2 separate regions of the Sus scrofa genome follow, and region 1 is linked to region 2. Evidence: chromatin contacts called from public HiChIP or PLAC-seq data. All regions are on one chromosome and are shown on one strand. The core of a region is the stretch at or near the end of the contact, and the rest is flanking DNA. Distances in the headings are between cores, read along the strand shown.

Region 1 (4,858 bases), core at 2,317-4,816, 64 kb before region 2:
TGGAGCTCACCAGGGCTGGGAGGGAAGTGGCTGAGAGCTCACAGGCACCCCCTCGGCCCCCGAGAGGGAGCCCACAGCTGTGGGAGGGGCTGCCACTGCTGCCGCTGCCGCTGCCGCCGCTGCTGCCGCCGCCGCCGCCATTGGACAGACCTCACCTGTACCTGCACGGTGAGAAACACCGGATCACAGTGCGATCTGAATGGCAAGAGCCATGCCCCTCTCTCCAGACACCCTCCCCTGGGACACAGCCGTTGCTCACTTCCTGTCTGGTCCCCTGAGGTTGCGGCCTGCAGCCTGACCCAGTTCTCCTGAAAGGGCCCTCCCTGCTCCCAGAAGTCTCCCTAACTTGGGGGACAGATGGGCATCCCTCACCTTCCTGAGATCCCCTATTGGGCCCTCTGAACCCCCTTGTCCCGCGCACCCCATCCCACCCCCCCAGCCATGCCCCGCGCCTTGCCTGGTGGGTGCGGGGGTCCCCCTCAGCAGGTGGGCTGTGGCTGGGGGGCGTCTCCCGGGACAGGGGGGGCGGCCCCCCCCAGATGGGTCTGCATGTGGCCGGCCAGCTGGGCAGGGGTCTTGCAGTGCACGCTGCACAGCTTGCACAGGATGCGGTCAGCCCGCGGGGCCTGGAGCCCATGGTCCTTCACCGCGTGGATGCGCAGGTATGCTGCCGTGGTGAAGCCTATGGGGGGGGTGGATTGGGATGGGGGGATGGGGGTCAGCCAGGCGGAGACCCCAGAGACGGGGTTGTTCTCCTGGGCTGGGGACGCCCTCCTCAGATGGCCCTGTCCTCCTCCCACCACATCCTGGGTAACCTGGGGCCAACTACTCTGCTGGGGACTAGAGGGTACAGCTCCTCCCTGAGCTTGGAAACTGGCTGAATGGTGTTGGCTTTTGGACCTTGGTATCCACAGAACCCACTCTCTGTGGCCAGGAGATCTCTCCCAGGGTGACAGGACACTGATTCCTAGCCACTTGGAGTTGACCCTCAGCAGAGACGGCTGTGTCCCCTCCCTCCTGGGCCCCATCTTGTCTCAGCCCAGTTCCTCCGTATAAGAAGTGAATCTGTTTAAGAGCAGCTTGCTCTGCTACCAGGACAGGGCGAGGGCTTGTTAACCCCCTGCCAGTGTACCCCACTTACCCCAGGAGCTGAAGCCAAGAACTTGTGGCTGCACGGCTGAAACCCTGCCTTCCGACCCTTGGGAACTGGCTCTCTTGACCACTCCTTGCCCAGAGCAGTCATGTCCTCCCGCCCCCGCCTCCCCACACACACCCAGAAGTTGACTCTTTCTGGTAGATCATCTCCTCCAGCCATGACCTCGTAGAACTTAGTGATGTGCAGTTGTCCCAATGGTGCTTCGTTTGCTCCCTAAAGGGCTCTAAATGCCACGAGCTCTTGCCTACAGCACCTTTAACCCACGTCTGTGGAGGGGCCTCTGGTTTTGTACCCACCCTTTGTCCCTGGCCCTCCCGACATCTCTCAGCATGTACCTTTGTTGCAGAGCTCACAGACATGGTGAGGGCCCTGGCTGTGAACCTTCATGTGGTCCGAAATATAAGCCGAGCTCAACATCTTGCCACACACATGACATGGCACCTTCTCCTCGTGTCGTACTGTGTGGGCCCGCAGCCGATCCTTCGTAGCAAAAGCTGCCTCACATTTCTGGGGAGGGGGGAGGGGCGTGGGGGGTGTCAGGAGAGTTAAAGCTTTGGGGAGTGGGGAGAGGGGGGCAAGAGGTTAAAGGAATCAGAGCCTTGGGGACCTTTGATCTGTAGGAAATGGGAGTGAGATGACCAGGCCTTGAAGAAGGGATGAGAAAATGGAGTGAAAAAGCAAAAAGAAGAGAGAGAAAAAGGGGGTCTGAGAGGCTGAACTCAGACAACTACAATGAGGATCAAAATCATGAAAACCAGGACGGGGGTGGGGGGCGGGCTTCCTACCTCACATTTGAAGGGCCGTTCTGTTGAGTGCACTTGTCTGACGTGACTGTTGAGGTGATCCGGCCTGGGGATACGTGGGGGCTGGGGTTAGGGGTCTTGAGTGTGGAGGTGCCCCCCCACCCCGTCTGCCTAACTTGTTAGTACATCAGGCCTCTCCGTAGGTCCCTGCAATGCCTCTCAAGCCCAGGGCTTCAGAGTCCCGGGCAGGCAGGCAGGAGATCCCTCCTCTCGCGCGCGCAGGGCTGCCTGGTCCTCCTCCCACGCGAAGCTCTCCTACAACCCAAGGACCCACCTCCTCTGCTAAGTACCACCCCCTGCTCCCTGGTAACCAGGAGAGGCTTTTCTCCCTCCTCCCAGGGAGTGGCTCCCTGTCCTCCTCCTCGGAAGCCACCCTCCCTCCCAACCAGCCAAGGCCAGGCCACCTCCATCGCAGGCCGGCCCTCCCTCCCCACCCGCCCGCCCAGTGGGCGGCCGAGGCCCTGTGCACACCGGGAGAAGCTCTTGCCACAGTGGGAGCAGTTGTAGGGCTTGTGCACAGCGCCGTCATGTGAGCGCACGTGGTAGCTCATGCGGTCCTTGCGCTTGAAGCGCTGCTGGCACACCGGGCACTGGTAGGGCTTCTCGTCCGAGTGCGACAGCTTGTGTCGGTTCAGGTGGTAGACGTCGCGGAAGGCCTTGCCGCACATCTCGCAGGCGTGGTTCTTCCGGATGCGCTTTCCCGAGGCGGTCGTGGTGACCACGCCGCCGGCGGCCACTGCGGCCGCTCCGCCGCCGGCACCAGCTTCTCCCCCTCCCCCGCCTGCCCCGCTCAACTGGGGCACGCTCAGGAGGCTCAGGGGCACCATGGTGGGCATCTTCATAGCACCCGAGGGGACCCGGCCGGCTTTGGCTCCCGTGTGGATGGCCTCGTGCCTCCGGAGGTTGTAGCCGTTCTTGAACTCCTTAGCGCACAGAGCACAGATGTAGGGCCCCTTGCTCTTTGTCTTCTTCTCCAAGGCAGATGCAACCGGGGCCACGGCGACCGTCGAGGTTGGGGCTACGACGGCGGTGGCCGCGGCTGCGGCGATGGTGGCGGCAGAGACAGGGGGCGCGGCCTCCGCGGCGGGCGCCGACACTGGCGGGGGCGGCGGAGGGGGCGCCGGGGGCTGCTTCAGAGCCGCTGTGTCCACAGTGGAGGCGGCGGCCGGGGCCGGGGGCGCAGCAGCAACGGCGGCGGCGGCGGCGGCGGCAGCAGCGGCGGCCGCGGCCGCGGCGGACTCCTGGGCGGCGGCGAGAACCGGGAGCAAGTCCACCTGGAGGGGCTCGGCCGCCGGGGCCTGGGGCGTGGGTGGGGGCGCCGGCGCGGCCTGCGAAGACAAGGCGCCGTGTGGGCCGCGGCCGCGAGTCGGCGCCCTCCCGGCCCGGCCGGCCCCTACTCACCTGGAATGGACTCTGGGCGCAGCCCTGGGAGGCAAAGAAGCGGGACTGGAGCTCAGCCCCGACCTGCAGGGGGTTCTGGGCGTGACCCTGAGGTGGCGGGAAGGAGTTCATGAGGCCGCCCACCCCCCGGGAGTCCAGGCCCAGCACGGGGAAGGGGGGGCCAGCAGCGTGCAAGGGAACACGGGGAACATGGCCTCGGCCACGGCGGGGCCCCCGGGGCTCAGCGGGGGCCGGGGGCGCGGGCCGCGCGGGGCCCGGGCTCGGGGCGCCGCCCCCGGCCGGCCGGGCTGGGCCGCGCCGAACGCATGGCCCGCGGGCCGCCCCGCCGCCCGCGCACCCCGGCCGGCGGGAGGGAGGGAAGGAGGGCGCCTGGCGGGCCGCGGAACGCGGCGGCGACGGCGGCGGCGACGCCCCCTGGGTGGGGGCGGGAGGCCCCGCGGGGCCGGGGGCCGGGGGCGGGGGCCCGGGCGGCGGCGGCGGCGGCGGCGGTTGGAGCCTGGCGGGGCGGGGTGGGGGGAGCGAGGGAGCAGCCTCGGCCCCGCCGCGCGCGCGCCCAGCCGGCGCCTCGGGGAGGGCGGGGGAGGGCGCGAGGGAGGGAGGGGGACAGCTGCGCGCGCACCGGGCGCGCGGAGGGGGGGGTGGGACGGGAGGGAGGGCGGGCGGGAGGGGTGTGGGAAGGGGGGTGGGGGCGGGGGGAGGGGGTTGTTACCTGGAAGATGAAGCTGCTCCAGTTGCCGGGATCCATGGCGGAGGGAGGGAGGGAGGTGGCTCGCGCTCACCCTGGGGCGGGAGGAGGAGGAGGCGGCGGTGGGGGAGGGGGAACCCGGGGAGGAGGCGCGCGGGGCGGGCGGGAGGGGGGAGGAGGAGGAGGGTGGGGGAGCGGAGCACACTGCGCGCGGGGAGGGCGGGCGGGGGGCGCGAGGACACACAAGAGGCTGGAGCGGGCGCGAGCGCGAGCGCGCGCGAGGCCAGCGGGAGGGGGAAGGTACGAGAGGGACTCTGGCGGGAGGAGGGACGGGGGAGCCACCCGGCAGCCGGAGTCGCCCCAAGCGCGAGACCCCTGAGACGGCCGCTGATTGGCTGACGATGGCGCAGGTGGTGGGCGCGCGGGAGACGGGGCGGCTTCTCTTCCCCCCCTCAAAGATTCCACCCCCCTTCTCCCTCCGCCAGCGGCCGTTATTTCGCGCGCACGCGCGCAAACTCGCCGTCGTTGCCGAGCGGGAGAATAGGGGAGCGCGCGCCAGGGGTACGAACGGGGCGGGGTCAATCGCTAAGCGCGCGCCCGCCTAACGGTCGTCGTCCTCGGGTTTTCGCGGGAGCTTTTTGTTTCCTCTCGGCCACCGTCCTTTCTGCCTCCTCTCTCCAGCGGTTTATTTACAATCCTGCGCTGCTTCGTGTTTTCCCAAAGATGGCGCCCAAAGAAGTTAGCCCGCGGCGCCTGTGGCCCGGCCCAAAGGCAGTGATACCCGGGCCCCACCCCCGCAGCCCCAAGAATCAG
Region 2 (5,111 bases), core at 1,582-4,081:
GAAGAGATGACCGAGTGGCTGAGCTGAGGAACCACACTCAGTCGTCACGCATGCGGTCTTTCCCCTCAGGGCCGGCCACAGGCGGAGTTCAATCTACCTCTGCCCAATCTGAGCAAAGATGAGGGCGCCTATGCCTCGGCAGCAACAAGGGTGGCATCTCCTCAGCCTCTGCAGCCCTTCCTGCCCTCGCCCCCACCCCCGCCCCTGTCCTCACCCCCGCCCTTCACAAACATCACGGATTCCTCGCCTCTCCCGCTCGCTCGCTCGCGCAAACCGCCCTCATACGGGGACCCACACAGATGCTGAGACTTCTAAGAATGACACCTGCCCTGAAATTCTTCTCACCTCCGAGGGGGAGGGGAAACAGCTGAAGCCTCTGGCTGTCTCAGGCCAGAGGTGAGGGAGAGTGTGGCGGCTTGGACAGTGGGCCAGCCTAGAGTCCAGGGGCTGTCACACACGCACCCGAGAGCGCAGCCCGATGACACCAACCCAGCCCGTGTTCCAGGCTGGCCCGGCACAGCGCTCCTGGGCGCAGAGTCAAAAGAAGGGTCAACTGTTCTAGTCTGTGGGGCCGAGTGTACTTTCCAGAGTCATCCTAAGGAGGAGTTTCCTGGGTTGCTTTTTCTGTCATCTTCCCAGACTCTGGGATCCCTGGAGCATCCTCTGAAAAATCCAAGGTCCAAAAAGTTTGGGATTAGGGAGACTCAGCTGGGGTCGAGGACAAAAACATAGAGAAACTGTGATGGGGAGCAGTGAGGTCCACGAGGAAGCTTTGCTCATTCAAGCTTTGCTCATTCTGTCTACAGGCGTTCAGTGGGTGCCAGCCCTGGTCTAGGTGCTGAGTGCAGATGCTGGCGGGATGATCCAGGGCCAAGAAGCCGAATGAAGACTCAGAGTGAAGATGCTGCGTGCACATCCAAAGGGTGCTGGGTGAAAAAGCTGGGTGACAGTGAAGTTGGATGTAACGGTAGGAGGGAGGGTGATGAAAGAGGGAGTGACTCTGGCTTCCATCCTTGTCATGAAGCCCTAAGCGGCCCCCGCCTCTCTGGCTTCTGGCCCATCAGAAGCAGAGGCGTCCGCAGCCCCATCCTCGCTGCCCACCAGCGGCTCCTCCTCACCCTTCAGCTTGGCGGCTGACCCAGCCTTTATCTCCTCCAGCGCCAAGGAGCCCTGGCGAGACTTCCGTTTCCCAAAGAAAGTGGTGAGCGTGGGTCGCTGGCCAGGCCCCTCCCCCTGGGGAGCCCCAGAGTCCTTGTTGCCCCCAGATGCTCCCTCTGGTGACATGGCCTCCTCATCGGACACCTGGGCTCGCCCAGCCCAGGCATCTACGACCCCATTGCGGTTTCCACCTCTGCTTAGTGTCAGGACTCCTGTCTTCCGCTTCTGCCGCTGGCGCCATAGCAGGAGTAGTACCACGAGGACAATGACCACCAGCAGGGCCACAAGCACGGCTACCAGCATGGTGCCATTTGTCCTCTGACCTGAATTTTGGGGGGAGCTACTGCTTGTGTCTACGGTGGATATTCCTACCCCAAAGATGGGGTCAGTGGTCTTCATAGAGGTCTCCCTGGTGACAGGGGGTCCACTGGTCCCCTTGGAAGTCGTTAGCAAGCCAGTTTCAATGGTGACAGGGGGTCCACGGGTCACAACGGAGGTCTTCGAAGACCTAGTTGCCATGATGACAGGGGGTCCAGTGGTTCCACTGGAGGCCACCAGAGAGCTGGTTGCCGTGGTATTAGGAGGTCCACTGGTCCCATCAGAGGTCTCCAGAGAGCTGGTTGCCGTGGTGACAGGAGGTCCACTGGTCCCATCAGAGGTCTCCAGAGAGCTGGTGGTCATGGTTTTACCAGTCACAGTGTGCAACCCCAGGGAGCTCATTCCTGAGACAGCAGGTGTATTGGCTGCATCAGAGATCTCCAGGAGCATGGATTTCCTGTTGGTGGAAACTTCCTGGGAGAGTACTGACCTGGGGAGAGGAAGGCCACTGCTGGCAGCAATGGAAATCCCGGGGGAGGACACCTCTTCAGCTGGGTAGGGAGTTGAGGAAGGCAGGAAGATCTGATGCCCAGGGCTGTTACTTTCCTCAGGGAGCTCAGTTGTTGAAAGACTGGATGCTTCTGAGTTGATTTCGGGGGTCCCAGAGACAGAGACCAAAGGAAAAGGGGACCTTGCGGGTTCAGACATCTGCAAAGCAGTCGTGCTCTCTGGAAGCTCTAGGCTTGCCACTGGGGCCCAGACGCTCCCAAAGAAGAGGAAAAGCGGGATCATTTTCAAGGCGACAGGCATGAGCAGGAGTTGGGACCTGAGGGTGGGGAAACCGGAGAAAGAGAACACATAAGAACCTGGGGTGGGGGGAGGACCTAGCCAGGCCCTCTCCCCGCCCTTGCCCACTTCCCTGCCAACTGCCAGGCCGAACTCTGCGGTTCAACGGCTTTTTCCACCCCTGCTTGTACTCGTATCAGAAAGTACAAGATGCTGGCGGTTCCCCCATCAACTCTCTCCCTAGGTCCCCTCAGCCTGCCTTGGCAGCTTGTGCTCCAGCAAAGGCCACCCCCTCCCCACCTGTCCCAACCGTGGGCAGCCTCAGTGGCTCCACAGTCTCCTTTTCCATTATCCATCAAGGTCTTTTTCAAGCCAGAAGCACATCCCCAGGTGCACTGGGGCTGCTGCTCCACCAAATCACACCCCTTACCAGCTCACCTGATAAGGGCGAGGTTGCGGCCAGGCTGCTCCAACTCCTCTTGAAGCTGGGGCAAGACTGGTGGCCAGGGCCCCAGGGGGAAAGGAAATGGCCCTGGCTCCACCCACCCCAGCATCCTGCCCCACCCTCCTGCTCCTACATTGGCGGGCTATGAGCAAGGCATCGCTTTTTCAGGGTCTGAGATGGTGGGGGACTCTGGGGCAGGTGGGAATGGTGGGTGGGATCTGGAATGGGGTTCCTCGTTCTCAGTTGGGAAATGTGATAGCAGAGGGTGAAGCTGGGATAGGGGTGAGAGTGGGTGGAGGGGTGGAACTGTGTGGTTGAGAATGGGGGGTGCGGAGGAGGAGCTGGGAGGGGAAGGTGGTTTCCTTTGCATTTGTGGTCCCCAAGCTGTTAGGCCAGGACCCAAGGCTAGCACTTTTTCTGCCCCAAGAGCTCCCAGGAAGTACCAGGGTGCGAGGAACTCCCTCCCTCTGGCTGGGGGCAGTGAAAGCCTTCGCAGGTTGTAGGAAAATCCTGGTGGGCTCTTGACTTCTCGAGAAGCTGGAGTGGGCTGGTGTCACCACAGTGGCCCCCAGTCATGGGATGCCTGACTAAATCGAAGTGGTTCTTAAGCACGCTATACGCTACGATCTTATTTTTGCAGAAGACTAATAAAAATGTGGGAGTCAACACTGATGACAGTCTGGAAAGGTATCTACTGAGGTATTACCACGTTTCTTTGGGTACGTCTGGGTAGGGAGTTCTTTAGTTTCTGCCTTGGATAGTTGTTCTTTTCTCACTTTCGTTGAACGTGTAAGCTTGGGCTTTCGGTACGTGTGTGGTTTTTTGTTTTGTATTCTGCCTTTCTCGAAAAAAATCAAAACCGATTATGTCACAAAAGTAATAATACATGTCCGTGAGAGATGATTAAAAGAAGCCAATGTCACAGCCCGGGATCGAACCGAACTCATGAGCTAAGAGTTAGTCCGACAAAGATGTGCGATTCCTAGGTCAGAGACGCAGGCATCCGCGCCTCATGGCTAAGCAAGCAGCAGAAGCACCGTGTCTGCTTCAGTTCCTCTTGCCTCTGAGTCCCACAGGGGTGACGGCGAGGGGTTTGCACGGCAGCTGAGCTTGGAGAATTTTCCTCTTTTCGAGGAGGTGGTTAGCAAGCCTGCTCTTTGTCCCAAAAGGAGACGTTACTTCATCCTCAGAGTTACTCACTGCGAACACAATCTTGAGCAACCCCCTGAATAGAGAGCATCTGGGACCGTGCCTTGCTGGCAGAGGAGCAGGAGTGTGCAGGGCTGCTCAGGGCTGCGGTGGATTGGCTTTCCCAACAGGCAGGAATTGAAAAGTGACAAAGCTCCTCTACCACCACCGCCAGCTATGCCCTAGTAACGATAAGTCTGGATGCATATACACAGGCATATTCTTTTTTTTCCCCAATACGTTATTATTTTTTTTCTACTGTACAGCACGGTGATCCAGTTACACGTACATGTGTACATTCTTTTATCTCACATCATCGTGCTCCATCATAAGTGACTAGACATTGTTCTCATATACATGTATAGGCTAGTATTAGGTTTTATCATGCATACTGCTCCACACTTTTTTTTTAAAAAAACGGAACAATAGGAAAGAAGGAAGGAAGGAGAGAAGGGAGGGAGGGAGGAAACCTTTCCATTGTCAGACATTACGTTGTTTCAACATTTTGCTCCTGCAAACAGAAATGTAGGAGTAGGGGTTTCCGTTGTGCCTCGGTGGTTAAGGAACCTGACTAACATCCATGAGGACACGGGTTTGATCTCTGGCCTCGCTCAGTGGGTTAAGGATCCGGCATTGCCGTGAGCTGTGGTGTAGGTCGTAGATGTGGCTCAGATCCTGCGTTGCTGTGGCTACAGCTCCGATTGGACCCCTTGCCTGGGAACCTCCATATGCAGTGGGTGCTACCCTAAAAAGACAAAAAGACCAAAAGAAAGAAAAGAAAGAAAGAGAGAAAGAAAGAAACATAGAAGTAATTGGCTGCAAAGTAATTGGAGGTTTAAAAAAAATTTTTTTTTGGCTGCACAAGTAGCATGCAAAAGTTCCAGGCCAGCAGTCGAACCCATGCAGCAACCTGAGACACAGCAGTGACAACACTGGATCCTTAACCCACTGAGCCACCATCGAACTCCTAAATGGATTTTTGTTGTTGTCTTTTTAGGGACGTGTCTGCGGGATATGGAAGTTCCCAGGTTAGGGGTTGAATTGCAGCTGCAGCTGCAGCTCCCAGCCTCTGCCACAGCCACAGCAACACCAGATCCAAGCCGCATCTGTGACCTACACCACAGCTCATGGCAATGCCAGATCCTTAACCCACTGAACAAGGCCAGGAATTGAACCTGCGTCCTCATGGATACTAGTCGGGTTTGTTACCACTGAG

What was found. HiChIP or PLAC-seq counts read pairs in DNA pulled down with a chosen protein or histone mark.
Region 1: an H3K27ac HiChIP or PLAC-seq map of alveolar macrophages shows a contact between it and region 2. The contact joins the promoter of MAZ here to the promoter of SPN in region 2. A contact is called at or near these places in 1 of 5 promoter capture datasets (fetal skeletal muscle), 1 of 47 Hi-C or Micro-C datasets (embryonic fibroblasts) and 1 of 2 datasets of contacts at active chromatin or transcription factors (alveolar macrophages).

Annotation. Positions count from the first base shown.
Region 1 is chr3:18,041,740-18,046,597 of Sscrofa11.1, reverse strand. MAZ (myc-associated zinc finger protein) reads right to left here and starts at 3,566. Exons shown (of 7, transcript XM_003354553.4): 1 at 3,524-3,566; 2 at 3,361-3,521; 3 at 2,431-3,287; 4 at 1,942-2,005; 5 at 1,492-1,663; 6 at 458-682; 7 at 1-161. The coding sequence starts at 3,551. The coding sequence ends at 480.
Region 2 is chr3:17,976,451-17,981,561 of Sscrofa11.1, reverse strand. It overlaps SPN (leukosialin), which reads right to left and starts at 2,831. Exons shown (of 2, transcript XM_005655097.3): 1 at 2,701-2,831; 2 at 1-2,302. The coding sequence starts at 2,816. The coding sequence ends at 1,027.